Linked DNA regions of Zea mays: regions 2 and 3 are each linked to region 1. A link is a contact called in public Hi-C data. All regions are on one chromosome and are shown on one strand. Each heading gives the region's core, a stretch centred on a gene start, on an enhancer-like site or on the middle of the called end of the contact. The rest is flanking DNA. Distances are from core to core; before and after follow the strand shown.

Region 1 (3,619 bases), core at 55-2,554:
TTGAATATCTATGTCCATATACATATAACCCCACGCTAACTAGTAGCTCGTCGTGTCATGCTAAAAACGGAGTAGAGTACTATATGTATATAGCTAGTTTGGTCCTTAACTCGACCATCCTTATTAGTAGAGAGTAACCATATCATACTACATGTGTATATATATAGCAACCCCTAGTGCGTCACTGTGCACTATAACAACCTCCCGCACTAGCTAGAATTTGGGGTGGGCCCCGCGTATCCCCCAAAATCCTCAATTGTTCTACGTCCGGCGTCCGGCCGCCGGTGCGTAGTGGTAGAAAGCAACAGCGCAGCAACCAGACCAGCTCTCGATGATCGGCCGGCCCCACCCACACCGCTATAGATATATTCTTCCGTTCCTCTCTAAGCTAGCTAGAGCTCGGTCATCCATTCCGTTTCCGTCCGTCCACAAACAAGCAACGACGGGGGTTATTCCGGGCAAAAGATAAGAAAAAGGGAACCCGATGGTGACCTGACGACACGCACACACGACGACCAAGATGAGAAAAGAAAGGTAGGGAGCTAGCTAGGGGTCGTCGACGTCGACGTCGACTTCGACGCGACGTACGGACGCCGTAATACGCACGCACCGTACCGTGCTCGTAGACGAAGCCGTCGAAGCTGGAGCAGCCGGGCCCGCCGTTGAGCCAGAGCACGACGGGGTCCCGGGCCGGGTCGCGCTCCGACTCCACCAGGTAGTAGAACAGCCGCCTGCCGTGCCGCTCGTCCACCGTCACGTACCCGGCGTAGTGCTTCGACGGCAGCTGCTGCTTGTTGCCGAACCCCGGGACGCTCGTCACCAGCGCGCCCGGCGGCGCCGCGACGGCGAGGAAGGAGGTCGCCACCACCACCGCCGCCAGCAGCCAGAGGCGGGCTGCTGGTCGAGCGGCGGTAGCAGAGCCGCACGCCATTGCTTGCCGCTGCGGTAGTGTAGTGGATGGGCAGGGCTAGCTCGATTGACGTACCGTCGTCGGCGGAGCTTGCTAGCTAGCTAGCTAGGAGCCTAGGACGGACGGCGGCAATGGCACAGTGACCAGTCGGGATGATTGATACGGCCGGAGGCGTTTAAATACACACACGGTGAGCTGCCGCCCGCCTGCATGCGCCGTTACTATTAGTGAGGGGATTGGATGGTGACGTCGACGATAAAGCCGGTGCGCGCGCGCGCGGCAGTCCTGTTGGAATTCTCACCGTCGCACAGCGCCACAGCCTACCCAGTGCCCAGTGGAGTCGGCCGCCGAACAACGCATGGATATGTTGACTAGTTGACGGACTTAGCGAAAACAGAACTTAGTTAATTAATCTCTTTCTCTCTCTCTCTATATATATGGACGAACTAATGGAAGCCCAGGGCTTCCATTAGTATCGGGAAGCCCCAGCCAATTAGACGCAATCGGTCAGACCGCAGGTTTGTTCGGCGGTTTATGGTCTGATCGAACCACAACGTAAATCATAAGCCAACAGATCGTAAACCCGTGTGTATTTTAGCGTAAAATGGTATACGCGATAAAATCTCGAACGATAACTGAAGCCTCCCGAAAATATCGCCTAGCATGCACGTAAGCAGAAACGCGAGGCATAAATATGTACATACAATGGCGTAACTGGTTAGATATACTTCAGTAAATATAAATCTGTTTCAACAAACCGCGATAAATTCTCTCGAGTTGTTATCACCAGTCCGACAATATCTCCTGGCATGCAGGAACAAACTTTATAGATCGTAATTGACCGAACAAAATAGCGTAAACATTGTACACGGGATTGGTTAGCTCAGGGCATATAAAAAGGAACGTGGCGGCTGATTGTATTGCATTGTTTACAATGGCTGACGGCAGAGAAGAAGAAGCAGGCGATGATAATTCTGCGTCATTGCACATAGCTGCACCAGGTAAATTTGCAATTGAATTATTACTTCAGTTCATAAAATAATTAGACAAATATGATGGCCGGCTTGCAGACACATGCAGTGGTCTACCAGCAGCGCCCACATCAAGAATTATATCTCCAAACTGTGGTGCGAGTCCACGGATAAATATAGTAACACCACCTGCAGAATTACGAGCGCCAGGGGTCAATGATGGCAATACAACAATAATTGAAACAATGGTAGCAGCAAATCAAATGGTGCCTATGAGGACCATTAGTGATCATGAACAAGATACACCTAATATCCTCCGAAGTCATGTAAGTTATTTATCTTTGGTTATGTCAATTATACAATTTATAAAATTAAGACTGTAACTAATATAAAATTAATTGTATTTATGATTATGTTAATTCACAGCCTGAAAGTATTGATCCAACCATGGTGCCTAGGATCGGTATGACATTTGGAAATGTCGATGAGGCATACAATTTTTACAGTCGTTACGCATATGAGGTTGGTTTTCCACTTAAAAAGTATAGGGAGAGAAAGAACTGTAAGTGGTTAAATTGTTCAATGGAGGGTAGAAATACAGAAAGTTAGCTAGTAATCCTAGAATCCGTAATACATCATCGAGGAGAACACAATGCAAGGCTGGTTTGAAACTAAAAAAATCTATGATGACTCAAAAGAAAATATTGTAGCCGTAAGAATCGATCTGGTGCACTTAGAACATAATCATGAATTCATTAAGAAGGATACTGTAAAGAAACACCTACAATGCAACAAAACTCATGATCCTGAGTACATGGAGTTTCTCAGTTCAATGCAGCAAAGCAGAATCCCGCAACACTGTATCATGGACTTCGTGTCTGAGATGCATGGTGGTCCAGAAAACGTACCAATTACAGCAAAGGACATTGCTAATTTGTAAGAATCATTTTCTTTATGTATCTATTATATAAATTTTAAAATCCATTTCAAGTTAATGAGTAATAATTATAATTTTTTGTTGAAATATACAGGAAACAGGCAAAGCAACGAGAAAAGAATGCCAATGATGTGTCTAAGCTTTTGGCTTTTTTTCATTATGCAAAAGGGATAATCCACAATTTTTCTCTGATTTCTAGTTAGACAGCGAAGGAAAAATATTGAGTATTTTTTGGTCTCATGCTAGTCAGCAAGGAGAGTATGTTGATTTTGGGGATGCAGTTACCTTTGATACAACTCATAAGACTAATTTGTATGGAAAACCTCTAGGAATGTTTGTTGGTGCAAACCAACACCTACAATGCACAGTGTTTGGGTTCTCATTATTGGGAGATGAAACTGTTGAAACATTCGAGTGGGTATTTAATGCATTCAAGACATGCATGGGGACTGAAGGACCAAGAGTCATGTTGACAGGTATGATTTATGTAGATATAATAACTATAAACTCGAAGTACATGCAATATAAATTCAATATCTTGTGCGTATTTACAATGCATGTGAGTCTTGTTTTGTTATGTACCATACAATGTTTGCATAAAAATATGCATATAATAATGTCAAACAATGAATATTTACAGATCAAGACCCTGCAATGCCAGTGGCATTACGTCGGGTCTTCCCAAACACAGTCCACAGGTTGTGTCTATGACATGTGCAAAATAGGTACATGCCATTTCTAAATGAGTTGTATGCACGATATGCTGAAGTGGATTTTAAGACAAAATTCCAGTCTATAGTA
Region 2 (3,741 bases), core at 444-2,943, 140 kb after region 1:
TATAAGATATGAAATATAGTCTAATCAAATATTGGAGAAGACATGTAAATTATACTGAATGTAGTCTCAAAGATACCAATTGAAAGTCAATGGCGAACCAATTGAAGACCAATGGCAGACTTATGAGACATGAAAGTTCTTTGAGATTTTGGAGTGGAAGTTTGTTGTCTTTCTCCGGGGACTTTATTTTCCTTACAATGAGACTACTACATGAAATAGACTCGAAAACGGTATTAGTCTCAAAGTCTTAGATTATAGATTAACCTTCTCCTGAAAGTGTGCATACAAGTTTTGAATACTTGTAGGAGACATGCACTTTGATTTGATATCAAGAGGGATAGATTATCCATAACCCGAGCTTTGGCACATATAAGTTAAATGATACTAATTGTAGGATATAAGATTTTGAAGCATTAGTGTCATTTACTTAGGGATGTTAAATAAGCTATGTGCCATGCTTAATTAAACAATTTTAAACCATGCAGGTTTGCTCAAAAATATGAAATGAGAACGAGCAATCCTACCATGTGATTTACCTAGTATGCATGCATTGTTAATCTAAAGTACAAAATGAAATACTAGGCATGAAATGGTAAGCTAGATATAAGAAAATGAGATGTAAATCTAAAAATAAGGAAAACAATAAATATAGTTACCTTAGTTATGGGTGGGGAAGTTTGGGTCCAAAATATTTGCTAACCCACTTGGCAATAAACTTGATCCAATATGATGTGTCCCATGATATACATCCCATCTTTGCCAAGTCTCCAAATTTCCCGTTATTTTTCGGACTACTCACTTCCCTTTCGGGATCCAAACCTTCATGGTGCTTTTCATGGTTGAAATTATTTCCTTTGGCACCCAGATGCGTTTGGCCCCCTTTCTTTTGTTGGCTTGCTTGTTGGCCTTGATTGCTATCACTTTTCTATTTTTTTATTCTTGATCAAATATGGTGTAGCAGCCTTTTTGTTCACCTTGTTGATGTAGGTGTTGGAGATTTTGCTTGATGGCTTTTGCTTGAGCTTTTGCTTTTGCTTATCCCCGGTCATCGCCTTGCATTGGAAAGACTTATAACCTTCCTTGTGGCATAACCTACAAATCACAGTTTCGTCCTCCACAGGCTTGTTCACTCCCGCATTTATATGGTATTCAGAAACCATATAAATCTTCCACTAAGACTCGTCTAACCCATTATTCAGATTATTATAACCTCTTAAATTTTCCACTAAGGCTTATTCAGATTATTATACAACTGAAATACTATTCACCATATAAGAGAAAAACAAAACAAAACAAAACATAGCGTGGAATACCTACAACATCCAAAATATTCCACCAGTCTATACGCTGAACATAACTGCATGTGCCTGCAATTCTTTTGCTCTTTTGTCTGGGCCGAAGACTGAGTGAGTGCACATGCGTTTGCACCCTTTCCCCTACCAGAAACAAAAGTAAGAGCTAAAATTGCGCAAATTGAGAGCTATTTAGAAACTTGTCGCATTGAATAATTGCGACCCAGCACCCAACCATTAAATTAAGAGCTAAAATTATTGCAAATCCTGTCATTTTCTTGTTGCAAGTTGCATGCTGTTGACTCCATCTGGTCGTCCCCTATTTTCTTTTTTTTTTCTCAAATCTGATTCAAAGACTTCGTACGCTTGCTACTTATTGGATGAGCTGGGACGACATGTTCATTGAATTCATACATGTAGGAGATGATGAACTATATGGATGGATATCTTGACCAGTTCAATGAATATACAATTCAAGGCTCATTTCCTACCTTACATGCCTGCCAACTAATATGACCTACTGCACTTCTGCCAAAGCTTCTTGCCTTCGAAGGAGGAAGAAGAAGATGATGAGCAGCTAAGAAGAATTCGGCAACATCTCCATGAACTCTCCAAAAATGGAGCTTTCTCCATGGCTTGTGTTCTCCTTGGGTTTCCTTGCGCAGGCTCTCGTCATCTTGGCTGACACGAATGCACAAGACGGTATGTTCCAGTTTTTCCGTCCCTTGTGTCCTTGTTATTTCTGTGCTCACTTGCTCATTCTGTTGCTCTTCTGTGCAGCTTCTGGGCTGAATGGGATTCAAGATTCCTGGAACAAGAAGCCATCAAACTGGAGGGTGGGCACTGACCCATGTGGAGATAAATGGAACGGGATAAGCTGCACCACAAGCCGGGTCACGGCTATGTTAGTATCAGCAGCTAGAAGATATTATCACATACGGTCGTTTCCTTCTAGTCATCCATTTTATAGATGAGCAATTCATCACTCATTCTGCTGCTGTTGTTGTTGTTGTTTCGTGGTGGCTGTTCCTGCAGAAGACTCTCGAGTTTAGGATTGTCAGGATCCCTTTCAGGCGACATCCAGTCCCTGTCCGAATTGCAGACCTTGTATGAAACATTCCGACTTTTACAGTCTGATTTGATTTGATTTGATTTGAGTCTCCATACAAGCACATGAATTGGAATTTTTAGCATTTGTTTCAAGCATGTGAGGTGATTGCTTCCTGTTTTTGTTTTTTGGCAGGGATTTCTCCTACAACAAGGACTTGGGCGGTCCTCTTCCTGCGTCCATCGGAAGCCTGAGTAACCTCGAAAACCTGTGCGCAACCAAACTTTTTAAGGAGTTCCAATCGTCCACTGATTTCAATATTTTCACTGCCTGGATTGTTCCTTGACTTATTTGCTCTCCGACTCCTCCGCAGGATTCTTGTCGGTTGCAGCTTTTCTGGAGAAATACCGAAAGAACTCGGACAGCTCACCAAGCTTAGATTTTTGTAAGGAGACCAAACCAACCTGAAACCTTTGTGTCTATGCCTTTGATCTATTAGCAACCATAAACAAACAAGGATATAATCATTTTTTGGGATTGTATCTTCTGTTGAACAAAAAGCTTTTACCTATCTATATCTATCCAACTGTCACTTGGGAAATCAACTTTAGTTTGTCCTCTTTGGTCAGAACAGAAAGGAAGTAAAATTGAGGTCTTACGTTCTGTATATGCTTGAAAATCAAACAAGTTTATGCGCTTAGGTCCAGGCAGCACAATGTGATCTTTAGCTTTTTGACTGCCACTACAATAGGGTAAAAAAAAGAAAAGAAAAGAAAGATTTGGTCATTGTATTCCATCGCTGCAGATCTTTGAACTCAAACAAGTTCAGCGGTTCCATTCCGGCATCACTCGGAAGGCTCTCGAATCTATACTGGTTTGATCTGGCTGACAATAAGCTCTCCGGAGGACTCCCGGTGTTCGACGGCACGAATCCCGGGCTGGATAACCTGACAAATACAAAGCACTTGTATGTACCAGTTCCAGTCCCCAGAATTAAGTTCATTGACATTATATTGGGATCTGACATTTTGATCCCCTTGAAGAGTTGTGGTTCATTTGATGGCCGTTTCTTCGCAGCCACTTCGGGGTCAATCAGCTCTCAGGAACAATACCGAGCCAGATTTTCAACTCAAATATGACGCTGATACATGTGTAAGTGAGAGGAAACTCATACGACTTGGTCGTTTTTTGTTATGAAGGCTAGCTCAGGCTTGTGTTCTGTATGTATGCAGGCTTCTTGACAACAACAACTTCACCGGACGCATTCCTCCTACTCTGGGCCTTCTCAATACACTAGAAGTCATGTGAGTACAAAACCTGCATGGCATGGCATGGCATGGAAAAGAAAATCTACAAAACTTGAGCCCAACAACCTCACAAAACTTGCAGGCGTTTTGATAA
Region 3 (4,008 bases), core at 306-2,805, 210 kb after region 1:
TGCACCCTCATTGCGCCTAAGCGCAGGGGCGGGCCCCACTAGATTCAATGGTATTCATATGAATACCCATTATTTTTGGCAAAAAAAATCAATAGATACTAATATACATGTATGTGTACACAGTAAATAGAAAACGAATCAAGATTTGTGCTCATTTGGGCTGAAAACGTTACTTTTCCAGCCTCCACCCAAGCTAGCACAATAGGTTTAGCGTGGCCCATTCTCAATTAGCACATATTTTCATCTCTCAAGTGGCCTAGTCCTAAATTCCTAATTCCCAAACCCCACGCTGATAGCAGGCAGCATCAGCCGCCGCCGCCTGCCTACCACTACGGGCCTACGGCAGCCACTGCGGCTAGTCCTGCAGCGCGACGCCGCGACGACGCGACACAGGCACACAACGAAGGTGACACGGCGCCTCAGCCCTCAACTAGCGGTCAGCTGGTCAGGCCTCAGCCGCTGTCGCCTCGCCTGTCGGCCATCGGCGGCTCGGCACCTAGGCCCCAGTCGGCCAGTCCGGCGTCCCCAGGGCCATAGCCCGACAGCCGCACAACCTTCAGACTTCAGTTTTGAAATAGTTGTATGCAAATATGTAGTTTGTGTTTAGTTAGCCTAGAATTTTAAATTATGATGACTAGTTATTAAATCAGTTATGCCTATATTGTTTATGCTTAATTCTATGTTATATATACAAATAATTACTCCTATCTATGCCAATAGAAAAACTTTAGTCTTTAAAAATCATTATCCTATAAAATTTTCGAATACACACCTTCTAAATTCTGGACGGTCACTGCCTAAGCGCCAGGCCACTGTGGTACACCTAGTTCGTCCACCAGTCGCCAGCCTACCTCGTCCACCCGTGGGCCTCGTCCTTATCCTCGTTCACCTGCGACGCACCACGCCCTCGTCTAGATCCAGTCATCCTCGTTCATCGGCAGACCGACACCGGCCAACCACGCCCATTGCCACTGGCCAACCTCGTTTTTGTCCACGGTCGGTGTGTAGTATACTACTGCATCGTTTATGTGTGGTGCGTGTTGGCAAGTATGGTTAGCAGCTTGTATGACGATGCAACAACTTGATCCATCGTGCCTGTGCGCTTGGCAGCTTGTTGTATAAGCTTAGCAGTTGGCAGCAAACAAACACCTCATAGCATAAAATAATAAAATACTACTGTATTATCTAAAACCATGGTATTACATAAAAACTGTAAAAATATTTCACCCCAAACAGACCATTAGGATTACTTTGGGAACCTCAAACCTCCTTCGAATTGGAGGGGATTAAAATGGAAATAAACTATTTTTTTTAATCCCAATCAATTCCGGGATTTAAGTTTCCAAACTAGTCCTTAGTTGTTTCGGTTTCGGTACCAGTTTTGAGGGCAAAAACTTTCGGTTTCGAACTGTGTCTGGGTGGATGTGATTGGGCTGAGCCTGCGACCGTCCGGCCCACAGCATTTTCGGCCTGTGTCCATTCAACTCGTTAGAGCTCGGCTTAAATTAGCCAACCGGTCCTCCGGTCGCTGTCATCCTCAGCCTCAGCTCAGTCTCTTCCACTCTCCCTTGACCTGTCTCCTTCACCTGCTGATTGCTGTGCCGCTCCGCTCCGCTCCGGTGGCATCTGCATCTGCATCTCCATCCCTCGATCTGTCTTCTCTCAGGTTCGTGCGCTTCATCCGCCCTCCCGTGCTTCCGCTGCATTTCTTTCTCGTGATCTTGGGGGGTTCTAGGACAGGGACGGCCGGACGGGCCTTGATGTTTTTGTTGTGCCGCCGCAGGGTGGAATAAGCGTGACAATGGAGGCTCCACCCGTGGCGCTGTTCGACACCCTCAAGGTGCGCACTGAGAGTTGCTTTTGTAATTCTCACCATCATCTTGGATGCGGCATTTCATCGATCGTCCTGCGAGCTGTTCGGTGTTTAAATTCTTGCCCTTTTGTTTCTGATGTGATATGGTAGCAAATCTTATTAGCTTGTTCGAGTGGATCTGAGAATGTACAGTGGAATTCCAAGCAATGTATTTTTTGGGTTAAAAGGAATGTCGACCGTGATGTATCGAGTCTGTGGTAGTTTCTTCGTTTGCCCTCACATGAATGATATAAACGACAACTTTTGTGATCATGTATTATGTACTGTGTGTTTTTTTATCAATCTGATTCTTGCAACAGGCAGCCAAACCGTTCTTCTTGTTGGCTGGTCCCAACGTGATTGAATCGGAGGAGCACGTCCTGAAGATGGCCAAACACATCAAAGCAATTACGACCAAGTGAGCACGAAGTGGGGATCAGTCTTTTTTTTTCTAACAAAACCGGGGCTAAATTAAACCTACACTGTTGCCTTTCCCTCTCCATGATAGGCTTGGAATTCCGCTCGTGTTCAAGTCCAGCTTTGATAAAGCAAACCGTACATCATCAAAATCATTCCGTGGTCCTGGTCTTGAAGAAGGTCTTAAGGTGAGGCATGTTTTATTCTTCACACTAGGCATTTCCTAGTTTTGATTACGTTGGTCTTCAGTACAATGTGCAAATTCATGTCAAGCCATATGTGACACTAGTTTAGTTCTCTGCAATATCATATGATAATTAAATTGGACATATTTTTAGCATCAGTGATTATCTGGATTTCTGGGAAGGGGCTGGACAACTAAAATCACCTGTTCAAATAGAGTGGGATATTCTTATTTTGGTCTAGGCTGAGATTCTAGGAGAAACATTAACAGTTAGCCATAACTTGGGATTTGATCAAGTACCAATGTCACTTTACTAACTTCTGTTCCATCAGGTGTTATGCCTTTGTCTCTGTATGACTGTATGTTACCTATTTGTTGGCACAAAGCTTTTCACGTGCAATAGTGTGTTTATATGATATTGTTTTACACTTTCCTATTTTGGTTAGATCCTTCAAAAGGTGAAAGCAACATATGACCTTCCGATAGTCACTGATGTGCACGAAAGCCACCAGGTAATCCATTCACAGATTCTACTGTGTTAACACCCAATTTTGCTTGATTCTGCACCAGATCATGTTTCTGTTGTACTTTTGTACTGTAAGACATGTTTCCTGTTCTTAAGTAATTATCTGTTTCATACTAGGTACATGTTATGTTTGTGTAGGCATATATAATCATCAGAAAGAAACTTTTGACCCCATACACTTTCCTTTTCCTTTTAAACAATGCATCTCTACACAAGTTGCAGTATTGAATGATTTGGTTTCATTTCAAATCCTTGATTCATATTCATACACAGACCTGCTTTTCATAATTTTGTCCTTATATTTGAGGGGCAAGCTGTTACTTTTTTGAGCATATGTGGAACTCAATAACACGATTACCCACAATCTAACAACCCACCTTATTGCTAACTGCCCATTGCTTGTGTTGCCCTTTATCAAATCAAAATCTCCTACTGCATATTGTTTGCTATGAAGGGATAGATGATTCCTAATTATTTGATTAAATCAGTGTGAAGCTGTTGGAAGAGTTGCTGACATCATACAGATTCCAGCCTTCCTCTGTCGCCAGGTACAGTTTTGAACAAAAGAATTTTCTGTGGACACCAGTTTTTTCATATATTTAAGCATGACTGCAATCTGCATATTTGTACCATGTTCTGAATCTTTAATGTAAACATATTACTATGATGACAGACTGATCTTCTAGTGGCTGCTGCTAAGACTGGAAAAATTATCAATATCAAGAAAGGACAATTCTGTGCGCCTTCTGTAAGTTGCATTTTACTAGCTGATAGTATAATTGAAACTTGAATATAGGATTTTTTAGCTACTTGCTAATTTAGCATTTTAATCATTACCGTAAAAAGGTTCTCTGCTGTTAAATGTTGCACAAAGTAACAAACATTTCATAATGTCCTTAGTCCTAGTTTTCATAGCAATCTGGTGAAGTTTCTTACTGTGATAAATGAGGTGCAATGTTAAAAGAATGCAGAACTATTTGCAAAACCAGGAAAATTTTATTTACTTGATTCTAATGAATTTTTTTAACT

Evidence for each region. Hi-C and Micro-C count contacts between places; a contact is called where the count stands out from the background.
Region 2: a contact with region 1 is called in a Hi-C map of leaf, with 5 times the contacts expected there. The contact joins the promoter of LOC100383452 here to the promoter of LOC100282964 in region 1. A contact is called at or near these places in 6 of 25 Hi-C or Micro-C datasets (bundle sheath, ear, leaf and 1 more).
Region 3: a Hi-C map of leaf shows a contact between it and region 1, with 9 times the contacts expected there. The contact joins the promoter of LOC100191165 here to the promoter of LOC100282964 in region 1. A contact is called at or near these places in 3 of 25 Hi-C or Micro-C datasets (ear and leaf).

The regions. Positions count from the first base shown.
Region 1 is chr3:137,811,228-137,814,846 of Zm-B73-REFERENCE-NAM-5.0, forward strand. It overlaps LOC100282964 (serine carboxypeptidase 1), which reads right to left and starts at 1,305. Exons shown (of 13, transcript NM_001155869.2): 1 at 616-1,305. The coding sequence starts at 931.
Region 2 is chr3:137,950,310-137,954,050 of Zm-B73-REFERENCE-NAM-5.0, forward strand. LOC100383452 reads left to right here and starts at 1,694. Exons shown (of 17, transcript NM_001357145.1): 1 at 1,694-1,994; 2 at 2,073-2,196; 3 at 2,328-2,399; 4 at 2,536-2,610; 5 at 2,714-2,785; 6 at 3,146-3,307; 7 at 3,418-3,492; 8 at 3,573-3,644; 9 at 3,730-3,741. The coding sequence starts at 1,895.
Region 3 is chr3:138,024,155-138,028,162 of Zm-B73-REFERENCE-NAM-5.0, forward strand. LOC100191165 (2-dehydro-3-deoxyphosphooctonate aldolase) reads left to right here and starts at 1,556. Exons shown (of 14, transcript NM_001136600.1): 1 at 1,556-1,666; 2 at 1,784-1,840; 3 at 2,173-2,270; 4 at 2,361-2,457; 5 at 2,900-2,965; 6 at 3,468-3,527; 7 at 3,653-3,727. The coding sequence starts at 1,802.